2 separate regions of the Gossypium hirsutum genome follow, and region 2 is linked to region 1. Evidence: chromatin contacts called from public Hi-C data. All regions are on one chromosome and are shown on one strand. The core of a region is the stretch at or near the end of the contact, and the rest is flanking DNA. Distances in the headings are between cores, read along the strand shown.

Region 1 (5,506 bases), core at 2,151-4,650:
CATGATAATATTACATGACACACTAGATACAGTTGTTGATGCCAGTACCTCTCCGTTACATTTATCCTTCATGAAGCCATCACACCCATGCTTTTGTTGATTTTCTATCATCTTTTCCTCCAGCTTCTTAACGGATTCCATATATTCCATCTGGCACTTTAGTCGCTCCTTCTGTAAAAGGAAAGCACTAGGAGTTCATTACCACCATATCACACTCTCAAGCACGGAATGTGTTTAAAAGATAACTGAAAATAGAAAACCATGAGGCGTCGGCAAGAATCACCCATTGGGGAGAATGATGAATAACTGGACTAACCTCTAAGGCATCTGCAAAATTTCTCTCAACCTCTGAAACACGGTTTAGTGCTTCTAAGTTTATTCTTTCAACTTCATCATCAAATACTTTCTGTTGCCGTTCGTTTTCTGCAATGAGCTTGTCCAGCTGTATTTCAAGCTTTCTGGACAAACTTTTATAATCAAACTCTTCTTTTATTCTCAACATATTTTCCACCTTCATAGCCTGCAAGAAATGTAGTAATGCAGTGTCAAGTAAAAACATCCTACTTCTACACAATTAGAGACAACAGTACATACAAAATATGAATAAATGAACAGATGAAAGGAAAGTGAATGTCATGAAATGAAATCGAACTACTTGAATAAAAGAGATCAAAGTTAAAGAGACCAGAGTGCAATTACTTAATAACAGGTAAGTTGCATAATAACAGATGATATATTTAAGTGTATATATATATGAACCCATGAAAGATGACAATCTGAGCACTTTTTTCTATAAAAACTCACCCTTTGGCCAAACAGTATTGTACTTGTAGTCTCTCCTCGATGTCGTGGGGAGGGACCAATGGTAACTATTAATGAGGTTCTTGCAGTGCCTACAAATCATAAACCTACCTCATGATAACTTGGAAAACCAGTCAACTTGCTAGAAATAAAATTCCAAAAGAAATACAAGGAAGTACATAAAATTTTAGATCATAAACATATTCACCTAAAAGTACATGGTTCAGGTACAATGAAGCCAAAGCACACTTTGACTTACATGAGGATAAAAGATAACTCACCTCCAAATGAATCTCTAAGCAGCCTCGTAAGTTTTGAATCACGAACTGGCACGTGAGCACTATTCTCTGCTAAAGCATTAATGCACTTTCCCAAAGCACTCAGTGAGAGGTTAATAGACTTGGCTTCCTCCAACATGTGTCCCTCACTTCCTGCCAAAAGTATAGTGAACCAAACTCACTTTAAACCTAAGAACTTGAACTCATAAGAGTACCTCCAGCACTTGGGTAAGTCTACAAAAATATATAGGTGGGAACAGGAAGAAAAATTCTATCTGGCAAAAACATAAATTAACTACAGGCCAAATACAATGCTCAAGCACGTGGGGGAAAACTCTAAAATACAATATGCAATTGACTTGCCACTGGAGGGAAATAAAAGGACCATGATATGCACCTGACTTGTGGACGCGCTCTGAGCCTGCCAAATCTACCAAAACCAGCTTGCTTTTTCGCACAAGAGGCTTTGGAGGTTTGGCAAAGTGAGAAGACTTGTCTGTTTCACTTGGAATAACATCTTCTGCTCCCAAAACCGATCTCTTAACATGTACCTGCACTAACATGGTTGAACACACAATATTTCACCAAAGGATAAAAAAACAGCATAACTAAAGGCAGGACAACAAAAGCTTGATGCATAGAGACTGGGAAGGGGAAGAATGGAAGAGAAGATTAGTCACCATCAAAATAGCATGACTGCGCGATGATTCAGTGTTTAGCTTTGTATTTGCAGCAATTCGGTGAGCCTCTCCTGTCCTTAACAACTCCATAAAGTCCTGCTCGTCCCTGATTTCTACATGAGTTGCCCCTGGTAATGAAACATCTCCAGTTTTGGGATCTTCCACAATGGAAATATTATCATTTGCTGGATCAAGGAGATCCTGGATGGTCTCCATATAAAGCTTCAAGGACACATTGAAAGTAAACTAGTAAAAATTCTTAATGAGAGAACATACAAGCCCACAGGAATTGAAACAGAAAGTTTAATAAAATATCAGATAAAAGTTATAAATCTAATAAGCAATTAATACAAAATAACATGATCACATGGACATTATGGCATCAAAGAATTTTTTTCAATTAATTGAACAATTGAGATTAATAGAATTAAAATCATGCGATTGGCAACCTGCAAATATGAAACAGAAACAGAATCTGTTTCTGGAGAAACATTTGCTAAAATCTCCTCCATTGAGCGGACCATTATTCCACGAGCTGATGTATCTTCCTCACCCAACCGTCCAAGAGTAAAAGTTTTCCCGGTTCCAGTCTGGCCATAAGCCATTACAGTTCCATTATAACCATCCAAAACACTCTACAAAAGCCAAACCAACATCAGTACACAGTCTCATTCATTAAGCCAAATCCATATAAGTGTTTACAGCTTGCTGGGGCTAACTAGAAAGATCTCCGAACAACAAAATGAGCATTTGACTGCATGATTTAATGGCATAATTATAATAGAACATTTAAAAAAACAAAAAAAAAAAAACAAAACAGACCTCTACAACAGGCTTCGCAACAACTTCATAGACACGCTTCTGAGAAGCAAATTCCGTAAGCACCTCATCAAACTCGTATGTTTCTGAATCCCAATTGTTCTTCCTAAGTTTAAGCCTCTTGAGCTACGTTAGAGCAAGAATATATAATTACAAAAATAATTAACGACAAAAACTATATAATAAAACATTATTGAAGCAAATAAAATAAATTATAACCACATAATAAATCACGGTTACTAAAATGAGATTTTAGAGTTTTTTTCACTTACCTCAGGCTGTAGTTCAACACAATCTGCAAAATCTGCATCCGCCACAGATTCTTCCGCGTTACGCGGCCTTAATCTAACAGCTACTCGAACTCTTCCAGGCACTGTAGAGAAAAAGTCAAGCACAATAAAACATAATAATCAGTAAGTAACATAAAAAATACGTTGGCGATCACATTCACGAAACAATTAAAGAAAGCAAAATGAAAAAAAAAAAACCTCCGTCACTTCCTCCAGCGGACTTGGAGGGGCGAAGAGGTGCAGATCCTGGCGAGTGATTCGACGAAGGAGGAATTCTTGATTTGAATGAAGATGATTTGACATTCGATGAATTTGAAGCGGCGAGTGGCCTCATTGCTCCCTTGTGCAAACCCGTACCATTCCTGTAAACATTACACGCCATCACTTTCTTTCCTATTATAATTATTATTATAATTTTGAACTTGTTGCGTTTTCGTTTGTTTGCTTGTTTGGTGTTGGGGAAAATTTTAAGCGGACAGGGAGAAATTTTGAAGTGAAATTTCAAAGTAGAAAAGAAAAGAAAAAGAGTGATGATGGAGGAAGAGAAAGGGACCCACTGTGTTGGGAAATAGTTGGGAAAAAGACAGAGATGGTCTCAGTTTTCATGGGACCCGCCTCTCATCTTTTTAATTTTTATATTTAAAACTAAAATTTACCAAAACTTTCTCCTTTTATATTTATTTACTCTCATTGTTGTTGGAATTTAATTCAGAAATGGTAAACCCACTGTACAGATCCCTATTCTATAATGTGAAGTGCATTTTAGTCCTTATATGTTTTATATGGATTGAAAAGTCTCTCTATGTTAGCAAAATGAGCAACTTAATAAATTTTCTGTAACTATTGAAGAAAACAATTAAATTTGGCCTTTATATAATTTTTTGTCCCTAAACTTGGCAATTAGATCCATTTTAGTATTTGAATTTGATAACTAAATCTATTTGAGTCCCTGAACTTGAATTCTGTCAAGATGTGATGATGTGATGCTCTGAGATTATGTTATGTTATCAAACTTTTATATTTTTCAACTTTAGATATCAAAATGAGCATAGTTTTCAAGTTCAAATGCCAAAAGACTAAAAAGAATACCGATAATAAAATGGACCTAACTGTCACGTTCAAAGATTAAAAATTACATTGCACTTAATTAAACCGTGTGACAAACATAAAATAGCATGTTTATCACCTTATTGTAGTTTAAGTTAGACCAGAGTATTTAGCTGTGAATAAAATATGAAATCAAGTCAAACGAAACGCTACATCATTTAAAAATATCATATTATAAAACGTCAAGTTTTTTTTATAAAAAAAAAACGACCATTATGCTCTCTTTCCTTAAGACATTTTCTTATTTTAAAATTATAGGATCAAAATACACTCTACACTAAAATACAATCTGTATAGAAATTTTACCGTTAGAAACCGAAGCATTATTTTATAGCCAACTAGATTGAGTCTCAGGTCGTGCTTACCTGTCTTTGAATTGAGCAATCCCAAAAATTCATGATCGGAATTAATTTGACAGTCCAAATTTATAGTAAAAAAATATAAAAATATTTAGAAAACTTTTGTAATTAATTTTTATATTCTTATTACTAAAAGATATTAAATTAGCCAGCCAAACAATATCTAGAAATCATATTATTGTTGCCTCGATTGCTAAAAAGATGGAAACATAAAACTGGGGAATTTATAATTTTAAGTCACTTAATTTAACTAATTTTTATATAAGTCATGTATTTAATTTTATTAAATTATATCAATAAATTTGATCGTTTTTAAAAGAAAAAAAATTAATAAGCATGCATCAGCATATTTACAAAGCTCAATATAAAATATTAATTTTGTTTAAAAATTAAATTAGCATTATTTGATGAAATTAGCACAAATAACTAAAATTTCGGAAATATGGTCCGAGATTTATTACTTTAAAAAGTTGGTGATTATTTAAAAAAACTAAAGGATAAACTACACCCAAAGTTATTAATCTATTAGTACATTTATGTTTTGGTCACTCAATTTCAAAAGGTTACAAAACGGTTATTGAACTATTTGAAAGTTTTTATTTAAGTCGTTGAATTATTCAAAAGTTTTTATTTGAGTCACTTGTTGTTAAGTTTTTTTTTTAAATCTGATTAGTGAGCTCTAAGTGACAATTTGACGATTAGTATATATGGTGGTTCTGTACTTATTAATGAGTAAAAGAATATAACTTAACAAGATATTTAGATTTTGGTTTACAGAATTCGTGATATTTTAATTTGTTTTATGAAAAAAATAACTGTAAAAGAGAGAGGAAAAAAGAGCTTTCAATTAGTGCAGATATTATGATCAATAAAGCCCATACAATAATGATTTCAATAATCCGATGATTTAAAATAAAATTTTTAAATAGTTTTGTGACCATTTTATAATTTTTTTAAAATTAATTAACCAAAATATAAATTTATTAATAGTTTAATGACCCTAAGTATAGTTAGTATTATATTTCAAAAATAAAAGTTAATGTTATATTCCAAAAATAAGAAAATAGAAGTTAATGTTACCACTTACCTCTGGCTTTGATTGTAGTACATATAAAGGATGAGGAAAGGTACCAACACTTTTTCCTTTTTATCTCTCTTTTTTAAGAAAAAAT
Region 2 (5,136 bases), core at 192-2,691, 37 kb after region 1:
TTTTTTCATTGCTGACCTTATAAGGCTAGATAATCCTTCCCCACAAAATAGAAACAAAAAAGGACTTAAAGGATCGCCCTGTCTAAGATCTCTAGAAGGGGTAAAGTATTGACCAGTAAAACCATTAAAAACTACGGAGTATGATACTGTCGTTACGCACTTCATTAATGAATCCACCCAATCTGAATCAAAACCCATTTTCTTCATCACTCCTCCTACAAACTTCCACTCAACCCTGTCGTATACTTTACTCATATCTAGTTTAACTGCCATAAGCCCTTTCTTCCCCACCCTTTTTTGCTTTAAAGTATGAAGTAGTTCATAAGCTAATAAAACATTATCAGAAATCCAAGCACGAATGCACTCTATGCCAAATCGATACATTTGTCCATAACTGATCGGAGCCGATTAGCAATGACTTTGGCCATCAATTTATATAGCACATTGCACAAATTGATGGGTTTGAATTGAGTGATACTCAAAGGATTTGAAATTTTCGGAATTAACACAATATTAGTCTTATTTATTACGTTTAGATTCGTACCTTCATTTAGAAAATTAAGGCGGAATGATGTAGTATCTTCTCCAATGATTGACCAACACTTTTGATAAAAGAGAGCAGGAAATCCATCATCTCCAGGTGCTTTTGTCGGACCCATTTCTTTCAGTGCCTCCCATATCTCCTCTTTTGTATATCTCTCCTTAAGTTTAGAACTATCTTCATCAAAAATACATTGATCAATACCCGATAAAATATGATTATAATTTCCTCTTCTTCCAGCTGAAAATAGATTTTGGAAATACGTTCTAGCAACCTCTTCTATTTTTTCGATTTAATCCATCTCCCCGCCCTCATCAGATTGTAATTTACGAATAAAGTTCTTCTTTTGTCTCTGTGTCGCTTGTTTATGGAAAAAAGCAGTACTTCTATCACCTAATTTGAGCCAATTAACTCGCACCCTTTGTTCCCAATAACGTTCATCTTTCTCAATCTCAAAATTAAGTTCTACTTTTGTGTCAATAAGCTCTGCAAGATTTTCATCAATTCTATCATCTTCCAGTAATTTTATTAATTTTGATGTTAACAGCTCATTATTTACTTTCCTGCAGTAAAGAATTTTATTAGCCCATTCTTGTAACCCTCTTTTGACACATTCCAGCTTGTTCAAAAAATTCCTTGTTGACTTTTCCCAAATGTTCCTAACCTCTCCAAAAAATGTTTCTTCCATGACCCACCATGCTTCAAATTTAAAACTTCTATTAAAGCGACTCTTTTCTTCCCATTTTGTAGTAAGGAGTAGTGGACAATGATCAGAAAAAGAATGAGGTAAATGCTGAATTTGAGACTTTGGAAATAGAGACAACCAACCATCAGTGGCCACACCCCTATCAAGACGTTCTTGAATATTTGTCTCTGGTAGATTTCCTCTTTCCCACGTGAACCAGTTCCCACAAAACCCCACATCCACTAAATTGCAATCTTCCAACACTTTTCGAAAAGCTTCCATTCTACCCTCCTCACGAATTAAACCACCCTTTTTTCAAATCCATAGAGAATTTCATTGAAGTCCCCGCAAACCATCCATGGCATATCCCCATCAGTACGTAATTGTCTTAAAAGATTCCATACTTCATCCCTATCTTGTTGATAAGGAGAACCGTAAAAACCAGTAAATCTCCACTTATAACCTTCATCTATTTCCTCTATGACCACGTCAATATGCCTTTTCGAAAAACGTTGGAGCAAGACATTTGTGTCCCTATTCCATGCCAAACATAAACCTTCTCTAGAACCCATTGCTTCTACATCAATAGCATTGATAAAACCACAACTTCTTCTGGCTCTTTCCATATGACTTTTATCAATTTTTGTCTCCATAAAGAAGACCATTTGGGGATTATGTACCTTCAACGTATGCCAAAGTCTTCGAACTATCCGTGAGTTCCCCAAACCATGGACATTCCAACTTAGGATTTTCATTGCGTTTGGTCGGCTTGCCTCTTGGCAGCCTCCGATAATAAATTATTTGTTTCCACCATTCTCCTATTCCTTCCCTCAACTATGTTAATCTCTTCCCTGATTATAGAGTCTTCAATCTCTTTTCTAGACCTCTTTTTTCCTTCCTCTCCAATTAGCACTCCATCTTTCAGATCGTGTTCCATGGTAGTATGAAAAAGTTCCGCATTCACGTTTCCCCTTCGTTGACATGAGTTCAACCTTCCTCTCTTCAAATTATTACCAGATACTGGATCTATATTACTCCTGTTTTCCATATTTTTTCCACAAACCCCCAAATTATTCCCTAAAACATGACTTTTTCCACGGTTTGCATCCCATACATCATCTCCTTCCTCTCGTAACCAAACACTATTCATGGCTATAGCTCTCCGAGATTGAGCACACAAAGATAGATCCCACCCCAATTCTGCGCATTCCACTCCCATTGCCTTTTTGCTTCGCAAAAAGAATCACTATGACCCAAGCGACCACAATAAAAACAGAAAAGAGACAACCTTTCATATTTAAATCGGACATATGAACAAATTCCATGAAACATAAGCTGCTTCTTCCTCTTCGAAGGTCGTCGAATATCGATTTGGACTCTTATCCTCATATAATTACGATTTTCTTTTTCCAAATTAGAGCCATCATACTCAATAATTTTTCCAATAAAATTACCCAACTGCACCACTAGATTTTCAGAAAAGAACCCAATTGGGATGTCATGAATCTGAACCCAAAAGGGTGTAAAAATTAAAGGAACTCTCAATGGATCCTCTCCCCACTTAAGTTTGTATATCACCAATAAATGATTATTAAAAGTCCAAGGTGAACCCTTTAAAACCCTCTCCATGTCCAAAATATGGAAAAATTGAAATAAGTACCTTTTTTCTCCTAGATCTTGAATTTGAACAACCCCGAACAGGATGCCATAGATTAGCCATTGTGCTTTTCATTGCTGGGAAGTGAAAAATACTAGCTGTGAGAAAACACCCTACTAAACAAAACGTTTCCACCTCCCTCTCTGAGTTTGACTCGACTTGAACTTGTAGAATCTCATCTTCCTCCTCATTAATTGATAAACCAACAAATTCTGACTCCATGAGTAAGATCAATGCATAAACGAGAATTCCAAAATTATTAAAAGAGATCAAAGGAATATTTCTAAATCGCCGTCAAAGGAACACAAACAAATTTTTTTCAAAAAGAACAATAAAACCTAATTCCTGCCAGAGAGAGCAGACAGAGACGTACTAGGGTAGCAGAAGTTGATTGTAAGTTAAAAGTTATAATTTATATCGATCCAATTAAAATTTTTAATTAAAGTTTAAGTATTTTATTTTTGTATTATATTAGTATTTTATTTATAAATGAAAAGATTATCATTCTTTTTAATTTTAGAAAATAATAAATTAATTATTGATTTTAACGGTTTTGAAGTTACGATTTTAAAAGAAATGAATAAAAAAGAATATGAGTTAACATCTCTGATTATTAAATCAATTATGAGAGTTTAAATTCAAAAAAATTTAATAGATTTATACATTTTCCTCCTCTAAATTCATTTGTCCAAATGTGATAATCTTTGCTTGTTTGAAATTAATTATTCTATTTATAATGGTACCTTTTAATCTTAATTCTTAGTGTAATGATCATTACTTCATAATTTTAATTCTTTTTTCGATTGATATTCATTACAAGTAATAGTGATAACATCCATCACCTCCACAATTGCACTAAATGTGATAAATGACATCTATGATCTCAATTAAAATCCATGAAGCCTTCTCAATCTAATTGGTCACAATTAGATACAAAACAAAAAATGCGTCCTCAAAGAATAAAAGAAAAAAGAATTGATGAACAAAAAAATGAAGATCTCAGCTCATCATTTTCACGAATGGTAAAAATGCTTACCACTAATCAAATCAAATCAAAATAAGCAAAAGGAATCAGCCTAAAAAAAGCCCTTTTGTTAGGGAGTTTGTTTTCACTAGTGAAAATATACAATGCATAAAATATATGTACACAGAAGCAGCAGCAGCACTTGGATAGGCCTTTTTAAAGTCGTGTTTATTGATTTGATTTTGCAAAATAATATGGACCATGGTGAGATCAATGGTTGCATCTTGTATATTATCATTACCAATCAAAACTCAAAAAAGGCTGAATTGAAGACTATGATTTTAGACGAGGGCTGGCTGCTTCACCTTCCCTACCAACCTTGGGTTTCTTCTCTGCCATTTTCTTACTCAACTACAAATATTTAAAATATTATAATTAGATTGAGCTCAAAATTGGGTTTGATTTAAAAAAAAATTACCAAATTGAAGTTAAATAATCAGCTTGAATCATTTTATTATAGTAAATAGAACTCTCAAACCTTCAAGTATTTAATTTCATCCGATTGAACCTTGATTCGACGGAAATTGATTAGACAATTAGATGCTTGAAGACTAAATTGATTACAATAAAATAATGAAAGCTTAGATGATTATTTGGTTTTGGTTTAGGGGCTCTTTTATATTTAAGCCATAAAATCCATATACTTCTAACTAAAATTAAATTCAATGAAAAGAATTAATCATCCAAACCCCTATCATTTCAACCCTCAAAACATTCATCCTTACTCAATTGAGTCCTCAACTGGATGGAAATTGATTATGCGATTAACCAATTTTGTCCAATAAAAAAATTGATTTTAAAGATTTAATTGATTGTAATAAAACAATAAAGCTTAGATGGTTATTTTTTCGTTTTAGTTATATTTAGGCCACATAAATTTAAATACTTCTAATTAACTTAAATTCAAGTATTAAAAGGAAAAAAAAGGGACCTCTTGAACTAAAGTTAAATAATCATCCAAGCCTTTGTCATTCACAATAAATTGAGCCTTCAACATCTATTTTCATGCATTTGAACCCTTCAAATCTATTTTCATCCAATTGAGCCTTCAATCTGACAATTTTAGTCCAATCAAGGGTTCAATTGGGTGAAAAATAGATGCTTGAGGATTTAATTGATTTTGTATTAAAACAATGATGGTTAGATGGTTACTTAGTTCAAGATCAGGGTTCTTTCTATATTTAAGCCATAAATTCAAATTAGGGAGATTGGAAGATCAGGCTAACTTA

Evidence for each region. A called contact is a pair of places that touch in the nucleus more often than the background predicts.
Region 2: a Hi-C map of leaf shows a contact between it and region 1, with 2.3 times the contacts expected there. The contact joins the enhancer-like site here to the promoter of LOC107930492 in region 1. A contact is called at or near these places in 13 of 34 Hi-C or Micro-C datasets (callus, cotyledon, hypocotyl and 2 more).

The regions. Positions count from the first base shown.
Region 1 is chrA08:4,103,264-4,108,769 of Gossypium_hirsutum_v2.1, forward strand. It overlaps LOC107930492 (kinesin-like protein KIN-UB), which reads right to left and starts at 3,401. Exons shown (of 19, transcript XM_041075660.1): 1 at 3,067-3,401; 2 at 2,851-2,951; 3 at 2,582-2,704; 4 at 2,209-2,394; 5 at 1,760-1,981; 6 at 1,477-1,630; 7 at 1,083-1,232; 8 at 805-893; 9 at 317-520; 10 at 49-171. The coding sequence starts at 3,250.
Region 2 is chrA08:4,142,475-4,147,610 of Gossypium_hirsutum_v2.1, forward strand. LOC107930460 (BEACH domain-containing protein C2) reads right to left here. Exons shown (of 32, transcript XM_016862134.2): 32 at 3,904-4,258. The coding sequence ends at 4,181. Among protein-coding and RNA genes, the nearest start is that of LOC121204892, 2.7 kb to the right of the region's middle. Within about 2 kb of position 1,442, at least 1 of the 9 cell types and tissues checked has an H3K27ac peak or open chromatin away from gene starts, as enhancers often do. A contact at or near this core is called in leaf, where this site is marked.